Regions from separate parts of the Mus musculus genome. Here all the other regions are linked to region 1. A link is a contact called in public HiChIP or PLAC-seq and promoter capture Hi-C data. All regions are on one chromosome and are shown on one strand. Each heading gives the region's core, a stretch centred on a gene start, on an enhancer-like site or on the middle of the called end of the contact. The rest is flanking DNA. Distances are from core to core; before and after follow the strand shown. Region 1 holds the start of Il15 (interleukin 15). Region 2 overlaps Gm9725 (a long non-coding RNA gene). Region 3 holds the start of Ndufb7 (NADH:ubiquinone oxidoreductase subunit B7). Region 4 holds the start of Inpp4b (inositol polyphosphate-4-phosphatase, type II).

The links. Promoter capture Hi-C pulls out the DNA fragments that hold promoters and counts their contacts. HiChIP or PLAC-seq counts read pairs in DNA pulled down with a chosen protein or histone mark.
Region 2: an H3K27ac HiChIP or PLAC-seq map of microglia shows a contact between it and region 1, with 6 times the contacts expected there. The contact joins the enhancer-like site here to the promoter of Il15 in region 1. A contact is called at or near these places in 10 of 39 promoter capture datasets (the 3T3-L1 cell line, the HPC-7 cell line, frontonasal cranial neural crest and 6 more), 2 of 115 datasets of contacts at active chromatin or transcription factors (large pre-B cells and microglia) and 2 of 9 other capture datasets (embryonic stem cells and liver).
Region 3: a promoter capture Hi-C map of cranial neural crest shows a contact between it and region 1. The contact joins the promoter of Ndufb7 here to the promoter of Il15 in region 1. A contact is called at or near these places in 2 of 39 promoter capture datasets (cranial neural crest and pre-B cells).
Region 4: a contact with region 1 is called in a promoter capture Hi-C map of pre-B cells, with 4 times the contacts expected there. The contact joins the promoter of Inpp4b here to the promoter of Il15 in region 1. A contact is called at or near these places in 9 of 39 promoter capture datasets (cranial neural crest, embryonic stem cells, frontonasal cranial neural crest and 5 more), 2 of 484 Hi-C or Micro-C datasets (both in uterus), 3 of 115 datasets of contacts at active chromatin or transcription factors (bone marrow-derived dendritic cells, large pre-B cells and pancreatic cancer cells) and 1 of 9 other capture datasets (liver).

Annotation. Positions count from the first base shown.
Region 1 is chr8:82,401,330-82,403,853 of GRCm38.p6, reverse strand. Il15 (interleukin 15) reads left to right here and starts at 1,268. Exons shown (of 8, transcript NM_001254747.1): 1 at 1,268-1,554.
Region 2 is chr8:81,056,088-81,058,611 of GRCm38.p6, reverse strand. Gm9725 (a long non-coding RNA gene) reads right to left here. Exons shown (of 5, transcript XR_001778596.1): 4 at 451-584. Among named protein-coding and RNA genes, the nearest start is that of Gm9725, 25 kb to the right of the region's middle. Within about 2 kb of position 1,256, at least 5 of the 459 cell types and tissues checked have an H3K27ac peak or open chromatin away from gene starts, as enhancers often do. A contact at or near this core is called in microglia, where this site is marked.
Region 3 is chr8:83,565,497-83,568,020 of GRCm38.p6, reverse strand. Ndufb7 (NADH:ubiquinone oxidoreductase subunit B7) reads right to left here and starts at 1,263. Exons shown (of 3, transcript NM_025843.3): 1 at 1,091-1,263. The coding sequence starts at 1,202.
Region 4 is chr8:81,341,301-81,343,824 of GRCm38.p6, reverse strand. Inpp4b (inositol polyphosphate-4-phosphatase, type II) reads right to left here and starts at 1,263. Exons shown (of 25, transcript NM_001024617.3): 1 at 1,028-1,263. It overlaps Gm51582 (classical arabinogalactan protein 9-like), which reads left to right and starts at 1,172. Exons shown (of 2, transcript XM_030243908.1): 1 at 1,172-1,571. The coding sequence starts at 1,183.

The DNA of each region.
Region 1 (2,524 bases), core at 19-2,518:
ACCAAAACATGCATTATTGTTTCAAATATAAACCTTGAAGGGATACAAGATAAGTGTGTGAGAACAAACTTCCCATTACAATGATTTTATGTGGAATGCCACACACAGTTAATAATTAGTCGTTCAAATATTCTAGTTTTTACCATTTTTTAATGTAATACACAAAAACACAGAACATAGTTGTGTTTAACTAGGTGCCAAGGGCCTCATCGTTTTCTCCTGGCTTTCTCAAAAGCTTTGGGAACCGCAAGCCACTGAGTCTTTTCAATGATTCATCTGAATGCCAAAGCTGGGACCCCGGGCTCTCGGACTGTCTGGAATAGACACACAGTTGACATGGTTAACTCCTCCTCACTATAATCACTCCTAATTTCCAACTTAAAGATGCTGCCTTACCCACGCCTTGTTTCCCATCAAAAGACATGTGCAATGTTTTACATTCAGCTACAAATTAGGTTGGAAAAATGACCCAAGAGGGGTCAATTTAGTGGAAGTTTACTGTTCCCAAACAGGCCCCTCCTAGCAAGAGTTCAGAAAGAAACTTCCCTCTTCCAGACTCTGCAGCAGGTCAAGGGTTGTTTTGGAGGACCGCCCATTCCAGACCCAAGGTCCTTTTCCGTTTCCTCCCGGTACAGTCTCTGTCCAGATCTCCTCCGGGCTTCTATGGGGAAGCCAAACTGCCTCCCTGCAAGGCCAGTTGCTGTAGATGCAAGCAACCTGTGAACTCAGGCCAACTCCTTGAAACTTCACAGAGGCAAAGGCATTCCAGGACACACAGAGGCTGTGGCCAACTGCCCAGGGGGAGGAGACTGCTCTCTGCTCTCAGTTGCCCTTCAGGTTCTGCGCCCTGGGGACCTGGCAGTGGCAGAATCATGTGGGCACCTGGTAAGGTGGCCGGGACCATGTGTTCCTCCCGCAACCTCCCCAGGGTGTTGATCTCCGCCTCAGCTTGGGCTCTTTCTCTTTCACTTTTCTGTTAGCTGGGGTTGGGACTCCCCGGCTGGAAAGCACTGGGGGAAACCGGGGAAACCCCAGCTGATTCGCTCCTTGTGCCTTGATTGCTCCCGCTGGCTGCTGCCCTGCATCCTGCACCCTTCAACCAGAACCCGATGGAGGTACAGAATGGGAGGTGGTAGTGCTGGTGGTGGTGGATCAACAATGGAATTTTTTTTTTTTCCGAAAGCCTACGCCCCGGGCCCCTCCCAGCTCTGGCTCTGCTCAGGCACCCTTTTCCCCTCCAGCTGCCGGCCAGGCCGCCCCGCCCTCTTTCTTGACCAAGACTTCAATACTCAGTGGCACTGTATTCCCCTTCTGTCCAGCCACTCTTCCCCAGAGTTCTCTTCTTCATCCTCCCCCTTGCAGAGTAGGGCAGCTTGCAGGTCCTCCTGCAAGTCTCTCCCAATTCTCTGCGCCCAAAAGACTTGCAGTGCATCTCCTTACGCGCTGCAGGGACCTTGCCAGGGCAGGACTGCCCCCGCCCAGTTGCAGAGTTGGACGAAGACGGGATCCTGCTGTGTTTGGAAGGCTGAGTTCCACATCTAACAGCTCAGAGAGGTCAGGAAAGGTACTAACTCGGCTCTGCTTGCCACATTCTTTCAAACTTCTGGCCCCGGCGAATGGATGGCTGCTATGGACTTTCTTTCTTTCTTTCTCTCTCTCTCTCCTCTCTCCCTTTGCAAAAATTACTCACCTTTTCCTTGTTGAAGATGCGTTTTCTAGGGAAATAAATGTGCAGGAATGGCCATAGGTCTGGGTCTGTATTAGCAACAGCTTAGCTCAAGGCTTAATCAAAGCAGTTGTCTGTATGAAATACCAGATTGAAGGGAAGCAACGGGGAAGATTGTCCTGAAATAAAATCCTCACTCAAGCGGGCTTTAGATGAAAACCCAGCTAACTTTTTCAAGTGGGTTGGAGAGTGCAAAGTTGCAAGAAAGGGAAGCTCAAAAGAATGTCTATAGCCCCTCCCCCCTGCATTTAATATTATGTTAATGCCCAAACAATGTTAATGATCCAGGTTCCAGACAGAACCAGGCAGCGTCCTGACAGGTTTCAGACAGAACCAGAGACAGAGTCCCGCAGAAGCTGAAATGGAAATGAGGTGATTGGCAGCAGCTACTTTCCACTGGTGATTTTAAATTGATTTCTGATACTCTCATTGGTGGCGCCAGGGAGGCCCCATTGACCTGCCAGGACTCTCCAGTCTGAGCCGGTAAATAAACAGATTACTACGATTGCTGCCTCAAGTTAGATCCTTATCAACATTGAATGCTCACTAAAATTTAAAGGATTTCTTAAAGGAAGTTTAGAGGGATTGATAAGAAAGAAGCGACTCAAGAGGGAACATCAATATTAATAAAGGAGTAGAGACAAAACTATAGTTATTTTAGGCTTTTAGAATAAAAAAACAACAACAACAACAACAACAAACTCCGGAGTTTTACTTAAAATGTGGAAGGGTCAGAAATTGCTTCAGGCTTGTTATAAATGTGTCTGCTTCTCCTCTGATCTTTATGCTTCCCCTTTT
Region 2 (2,524 bases), core at 7-2,506, 1.3 Mb after region 1:
CCCAAACTCAGAAATCTTCAATATCATTTTAGAGTTTCTGAAGAAGAAAGAGAAGGAGGAGGAAGAGGAGGAAGAAAAAGAGGAAGAAAAGGAGGAGGATGAAAGAAAGAAGAGGAAAGGAGGAGGAAAAGAAAAAGCTGTATGTCTGACTTCTCTGGAAGAGCAGAACCTGTAGAATTATATTGGAATATATTAAAAAGAAGGATTTCTCAGGCCTACAACCTGGTAGCTGCTCAACCCAGGGAGCTGATAAGTCAGCAATCCAAGCCTGGGTACTGGGAGCCTGCAGATTCCCGCGAGGTATTGGTCTTGTCAGAAGTACTTGTCAGAAAGCCAGAAAAGCTGCAGACTGGTGTCAGCAAAGGATGACAGTGGTAGCAACAGACACATCCGCTCAGCAAGAAGCAGAAGCAGGCAGCGACGCTGCTCTTTCCTCCGAAGCCCTCGTACCTGGGTGGCAGACTGGAGCCTGGATTGAGGGTAGATATTCCTCTGCCTCTTAAACCTCAAAGACATGCACAGCTGTGTGTCTCCTCCATGATTTCAGGGCCTACAGAGCTGGCAGTGAGATTAGCCATCACATCCTGGGAAAGATAGGAATGAATGCTCTCACTCACAATTCCCCCCTCTCCTGGCCTCCCCCCTCTTCATTCCATATTTCCCAGCCCAGGTCATAGGAGGTGCCCTCTCATCCTGTATCCTTCCTACTCTAAGGGTCTTAGTGGACTATTTCTTGAGTTCTCCAGGCTTTGAGTGTGGTTATTAAACATAATCTGTTAAAATTCAGAAAACCCTTTTCTCCTTGAAGTGAATAGCTCTTGCAACTGCAATCCAGCCTTCAGGAATACTGCCTACTGTGAATAATGTTGTCAAAATAGCAATCTAATTATTCCAGGTCTGTCTCATTCCCAAATCACTGAATGAATGAAGAACTTCAAGACAGTACAAATCATCTCAACATAGAAGAATAAGGAAGTCAGCTTAAAAACCTCTAAACTGAACCCTGTTGCTTACACTTGGATAATTACCTTAAAAATGTTAATCTCTCACATAACGCTGCAAGTGATATTTTAGCAGAGACCAGATCTGTGTTCCTCCCTATTGGGTCCTCAATTAATGAAGGCATGGTCCTTGCCCTCACAATGTTAGACTTGCCAGACAGATAATTATACAACTGCAATGTAGTATGCTCCCATCTGTAACAAGAAACTATCAAGTGCCTCATGAGGACGTTTGACAGTAACTAAACTCAGAATCAGGAACAGAGACAGAACCCCAGAGGAAGTGGTGGCTGAGCTGGGATCTAGGGGGTAAAGAGATGCTACTGAAAGAAGCACTGGCAAAGGACTCTGTAATTTATGCTCCTACTTTGGGTTTATTTTGAAAGGCAAGAGCAAGGCATTGAACTATATAAACAGGGGGCTGGGGACTCTTTAAAATGCCACTGTGTCAGATAAAGATGGCACAGAGAAGCATGTCTGAAGGTGGGAACAGCTGTGAGGAAATGTTCCAATGTTGCAGTGCTCCTGGAAGCCTGAGCTGTGGTAACGGCAGTGGAGGTGAACAAGTGCGCACAGCAGCGATAAAGCAGGGTAAGGGGAAAAGCGCTTAGGGTGTAAACTGGGTTTCTGGCTTGGCTGATCAGGCGGTGCCATTGACTGGTGAGTCGTTGTTGAACTATTTCCAAGTGCTGTTTGGATCCCCGTGCATCACAGCTTCACACTCATGTGCTCATATGCACAATTTGCTTTTGTTTATTTCTCTGTATTAGCAGCAATCACATTACCATTAGGAGATCTGCTAACCCTGTCCTTTCATGTCTCCTAGATAGGGGAAATATTTTTCTCTAAAGGGCCACATCTTAAAATTTTTTAAATTATCTGACATATATAGACTCTATTGTGTAACTCTTCTGTCACTGAAGTAAAACAAACAAACAAACAAACAAAACAACAACAAAAAACAGCCATAAGACATATAAAGGGGGCTGGAGAGATGACTCAGCTGTTATAAGTACTTGTAGCTCTTCAGACAATCTAAGTGTGGTTCTCAGCACAGTGAGAGGCTTACAACCAACTGCAACAATACTCCAGGAGATCCAGCACCCTCCATTAGGCCCCTCAGGCACTAGCACACAAGTGGCAGACACAAAACCACATATATACACATAAAAATAAGTCTTAATTGTGAAATGTAAACTAGGGTCAGAAAACTAGCTCAGAGGATAAAGGTGACTGCCATTGAGCCTGATGGTCACCCAGGATCCACTCAGTGTAAGGAAAGAACATATCCCCGAGGGTCATCCTCTGACCCCTCATTTGCCATAGCACATGTCACCTTTTCCACAAAATAAATAAAATATATCCTTAAAAATTTATATATATATACATATATATATATATATATAGTATAAATATATACTAGTATAAGTATAGTGTGTGTGTGTGTGTGTGTGTGTGTGTGTGTGTGTGTGTGTGTGTGTGTAAAAGAAAAAACTAAGCTGTGTTTTATGTAAGATTTAGAG
Region 3 (2,524 bases), core at 14-2,513, 1.2 Mb before region 1:
ACCTGGAATGGGGACTCCGCCAGGCTAGGGACAAGTCATTTGGAAGGAGTTTGGAGATGCATGGGTGTGGGAGCAGGAGCTACTCTTGCTTTCTCACAAGAGCTTGCCTAAGATGAAGAGGCAGTGAAGAACTATAGAAGCAACAATGTAGGCTATAGCATCCCTGAGCACCACTGGGCCTATGAGCTCTGTGCTCCCGAGGCCAAAGGGAAAGGACTGTGAGTTAGAGACTAGTCTGACTCAAAAATAAGAAGGGGGTCTGGAGTGAGGAAGCAACTTGGAGACCAGGTCAGCAGGGCCAGCTGAGTTTTACCAGGGTTTTGGATTAGCCAAGCAAGAGAGGCGGCCAGGGAGTGCTGTATTTTCAAAATGACTATGGGCAAAGCAGGGTGTCAGGTGGGTAAATGTTCTGCAGATTCAGTACTGACGGAGCCATCTTCTAGTCGACACTACAACCTTTTGGTAAGGCAAGTCATTTGTGTCTTTCCCCTGCTTACAAGTGGGGCTCTGTCCCTCCCTGGTACCAGCTTCATCAATCTCATATACACCCCTTTTAGCCTGTGCTTCTACACTCTTAAATTTGCTTCCCAGATCTTTTTGGACACGCTGCTTTGTCCAGGGGGCTCCCTGAAGACAGCGCCAGTGGCTCTCTGCTACCCTGGGGCATCCCAAGTGCCAAACTAGGACTTTGTCCAGAGCTGTCACTCTGATTTTCCTATACAGGAAGAATGAGAACCTTGCGAGTACACACAGGCCTTGGGTTCCTCCCCCAGCACCATCACACTAGACAGGACAAGGAGCATGATCGCTCCAGCCCCCCAACCTTGTATTATTGTACGTAACCAAATGCTAGTGACAATGTATGGAGATGCAAAGAACATGTCCTAGGCTCCGCGCTGTGCCCAGGACGAAGTGCACCGGGGCAGTCTCATCTTCCCGTTCTCTGCTGTCTCGTCCCAGCCTTTTGCTTTAGCCATCCCCGCACAGCCTCCACACTCAAGGAGGTCGCCCTCCCGACTCGACCCGGCCCTCCGCAAGCAGGCAGCTGAGTTCCGCGGGATCTGCGGTCGCGCCTGCGCACTGAGCTCACCTCGCTCCTTGCGCTCCGGAAAGCCGAGGTCCGGCGGGAAGCTGGGTATCTTCTCGGGGTCAGGCTCCACCGAGGCATCCCACAGATAGCGCCGGGTCAGGTGCGCCCCCATGGCTACTCTGCCTTACCCTTCTTTAGTAGCCGGGGTCACCTCGCTCCCACCTGGAAGCACTGCCCCTTCAGTGTCTTCCGGGTCATCTAGGCTGCGGCGGGGGTCATAGAGATGAACGATGGAACGCTTCCTGGCTCGCTGACACCCCCTGGCGGTGTGGAGGAGACAGAGCGGGTGCGGCGAACGCCAGTTGGCTAGAAGGCCAGGCTGGCCAGGGAGTTGCAGGGAGGAGTGCGGGTGTGGAAGCGGGGAGGTGGCAGGGTCCCCTGTGCTCTGCCCAGTGCTAGGATTATAAATGTGTGCCACCAAGCCTGCTGTATACATGTGTATACATGGGTACTGTGGACACCCTGGACCGAACCATCTTCCGCGTTCCTCTTCCTCCTCCTCTTTTTTTTTTTTTTCTTAAATTAATTTTTTTTTCTGGTTTTAGGATAGACCCCCAGGCCTAGCATATGGTAGATAAGTGCTTTCCCACAGATATACACTACCATTTCCAACACTCGAACTTCCAAACACTTTCCCTAGGTTTGTCGGTGTGAGTGCACATACGTAGGTGTGCTTATGAGTGCATTTGGTGGTCAGAGGTCAATTTCTGGGGTCATTACTCTGTCTCTGTCCAACTTGTTTGAGACACTGTCTCCCACTGGCTTTGAACCCTTCAAGTAGGTGAGGCTGGCTGTCTAGAAGGCCCGAGAGATTTAACCGGGCACCCTGTCTGTGGTTCTGGAATTTCAAGCGTGTGCCCCCACACCAGGAGTTTTCTTACATGGGGTTTGGGGACTGAATTGAGTTCTTTATGTTGGTAAAGCAATCACAGTAATGACTGAGCCCTCCTTCCAGTCGTTGTTCTTCTAAAATGAATACTTTGTGATCCTGGTCTAGAACATGGTAAATGAAGGCTTTACCACTGAAGCCTGTCCGTAGTGCCCAATCCTGACCAGAGAGGGCGCAGCCAACCTGATGGTCTTAAAAGCTCTTGGTCTAGAGCTTCTGAAGGAACCACTCTCTTCCTTGCTCCTAAGTGTCTGTCAGGGTGTGTCCTCTCTTGGCTTGCTCTCTCCTCTCATCCAGGACAGCTTATTTGACTCAGACTAAGCACACCTCTCTGTTCAGAGCTCCCCAAGGCGGGCTGGTCTGTAAGCCCCAGGGATCCTCTTGTCTTTGTCTCCTCTGGGCTGCCATGCCCAGCGTCTGTTTTACATGGTATTTTAGTTAGGGTTTCCATTGCTGTGATGAAATACCACCAGAAGCCATTTGGGGAGGTAAGTGTTTTACTTCCCGGTCTGGAATGCAGTATGTCCTGACGGGAATGTCCTGAT
Region 4 (2,524 bases), core at 14-2,513, 1.1 Mb after region 1:
GTGGCTGCAACTATCTCATCAATATGCACATCCCTACCTATAAAGCTTCTGTCTCCAAACAGAAACCTCTGGGTGTCCTCTGGGGCAGAAACCACCTCCCCTGAGGGAAGCAAAATCAAAGGTGGAGAGGGGCAAACACCGGTGCCTCTGGTTCTCGCATCACCTAGAGCTAGCCAGTTGCAAGCCTGAAAGTCCATACTAGCAGCAGGCTCCTGGGTTTGCTCAGGACCCTTGTCCTGCTAGAGGGGCCAGATAAGCTCAAGTAGGCTGTAGTGCAAATTTGAGACTCCAGAGGAGCCTCTCATCACCCACTCTTACTTTGAAGCCCTGATTTTCTAACTCTTTCTTGACTTCTCTTTGGGGTAGGTAGAACATGAAGGTAGCCTAGGGGTAACAGGCCTGACTTGGGGGGGTGGTGTTGGGGGGACGGAGAGGGCAGGAGTTGCTGAAGGTGGGGCTGGAGATAGCCATGAAAAGAGAGCTCTTTAGGCAACTGCAACCCCAGCATGCCTTCCTTGTTCTAAGGACCAGGACCACTTCCTCTGAAGCAGGAGACAGCCAGTGACTGGGACTAGGGTTGAGAAGCAGTCCCTAAGCACTCCAGGTCGCTGCAGCACCTTTTAAGAACAGCTCAAAGGGACCATAAGCTGGGCCAGAACTCAGTGTCACCTGGGAGTTGGAACTCATATGTGTGTGCGTGTGTGTGTGTGTGTGTGTGTGTGTGTGTGTGTGTGTGTGTGGTGTTCACCCCAGACCAAGCGAGCTCCACTAGACAGTAATCAGGGTCACAGGGGTACCACCAGCAGCCAGGGTCCCTGGGAAGCAAGGCTGAAGGGACGATCTTGGCTGCAAGCTGGGAAACTTGATAAGAAACACACCAGCTGTCTCTCAGGCAGGACGTACTCCCCACCACCACCACCCTGAACTGTCCGATGCGCACGACTACAGCCTATGGATTCACCCATCCTCACCCTCCGCACCCTGCAAAATTCCCTCCCGAGCCCCAGGATCCCAGGCAGGATGTTACCTCTTGCAGAGGCTGAGTAGGGGGCGATAGCAGCGGCAGACACTTTTCAGGATGACTTTCCTGCGTTCTCCAGTGAAAGCGTGTGCGCCCAAGCAGAAGCTGTAACCTGCTATTTATAGCGGCGAGCTCAGCACCCGGGGCTGGGAACCCGGAGGATGGTAGCGTGCAGGGCGCGGGCCGAGCCTCCCCGCTCCCCGCTCCCTGCTCTGGGCTGGCAGCTCACGCTCCGCCCGCCGCCCCGCAGCGCGCGCCCGGGAGAAGTTGCTCCTCGCCCGCAGCTCACACGCCCCCTGGCACTGTCGCCACGTCCCCACCCCCAACGCCCTGCCTCTCTTCCTCCTCGTCTTAGGCTCACTCCCTCGGAGCGGTCTCCTCCCAATGTCACCAACCAGCCACCAAAGAGGAACAGCAGCAGTCTCGCAACTGGTGCAGCTCGCCTCCCTGCCACAGATGGAGTTGGTGGCCCGACCGCACAGCTCGAAATGACCACAACACGCTGCTTCTGTTTACTGACACCCACCACTCAGACTCTGCTGTCTCTGGGGTCAGCTGCCAATCCTGGGGTGCGGGATCACAGGGGCGAAGCGCGCGGGGCGGGGGGGGGGGGGGGCAAGGCAATCACAATGCGACCCGGACAGGAGAAGAGACTGCAGAAGGCGGAAATGTAAAAGGATGTGAGAAGGTAGCTCAGACTAGTCCCCACTGACTGTCCCTGGGAGGAGGATTGGGCGTTAGAGGAGTGTGAAGCGCTGTCCCACGTTCTGGTGACTTCTGCGTGTCACGGTCCTGAGAACTGCTTCTCCCTTGCCAGTGTTTTCCCCTAGACCCAGACTGAGCAGACCTGGGCACAGGGGCAGCCCACAGCCACTCCCCACCTTGCAGAGTGCCTAAGTGTTCCCAACCACCAGGCTCATGCCTTTGACAGCCTGGTTGTGTGGAGACAATCCGCCCTCGGTGTGTTTGAGGTGTCAGAAAATTTTGGTGTGTAATCACGCTGTCTGGAAAGAGACTGAAACTCCCCCACTTCCTCGCGAACAAACCCGAGGGGTGAGGGGTAGTCTGGATAGTCCGGCCTGTGGGGGTGGGGCAAATGACTCTCTCCATCTGCGCCTTACAGGTGCCACCTGGCGGCTTTCCTAGAGAGGTTTTGTCCACTCTGCTCAGAGGTAATTCTTCTCAGAGCTTACCCACAAAGGCACACTAGTCCTTTTTCTTCCTTGCAACCCTTTAAACTGGCACTCTAAATAAAGTAAAAACGCGTGTACACAAGTGTGACATTTGTCACACAAAGAGCCTGGAATCTTAAAGTCAGTGAAATCAATTTGGGTTAAGGCAGTGCTTAACAGTATTACAGTATTACAAAATGGGAAGCTGTGTCTGCCCCCAGCTGTCACCCCTGCTGTCACTGCCTGAATCGAGACATCCATTTACTTCCCAAGTATTTGCTACTAGATATTATCTTTGTTGATGAGGGCAGGGAGTTTGATGGTTTAAATT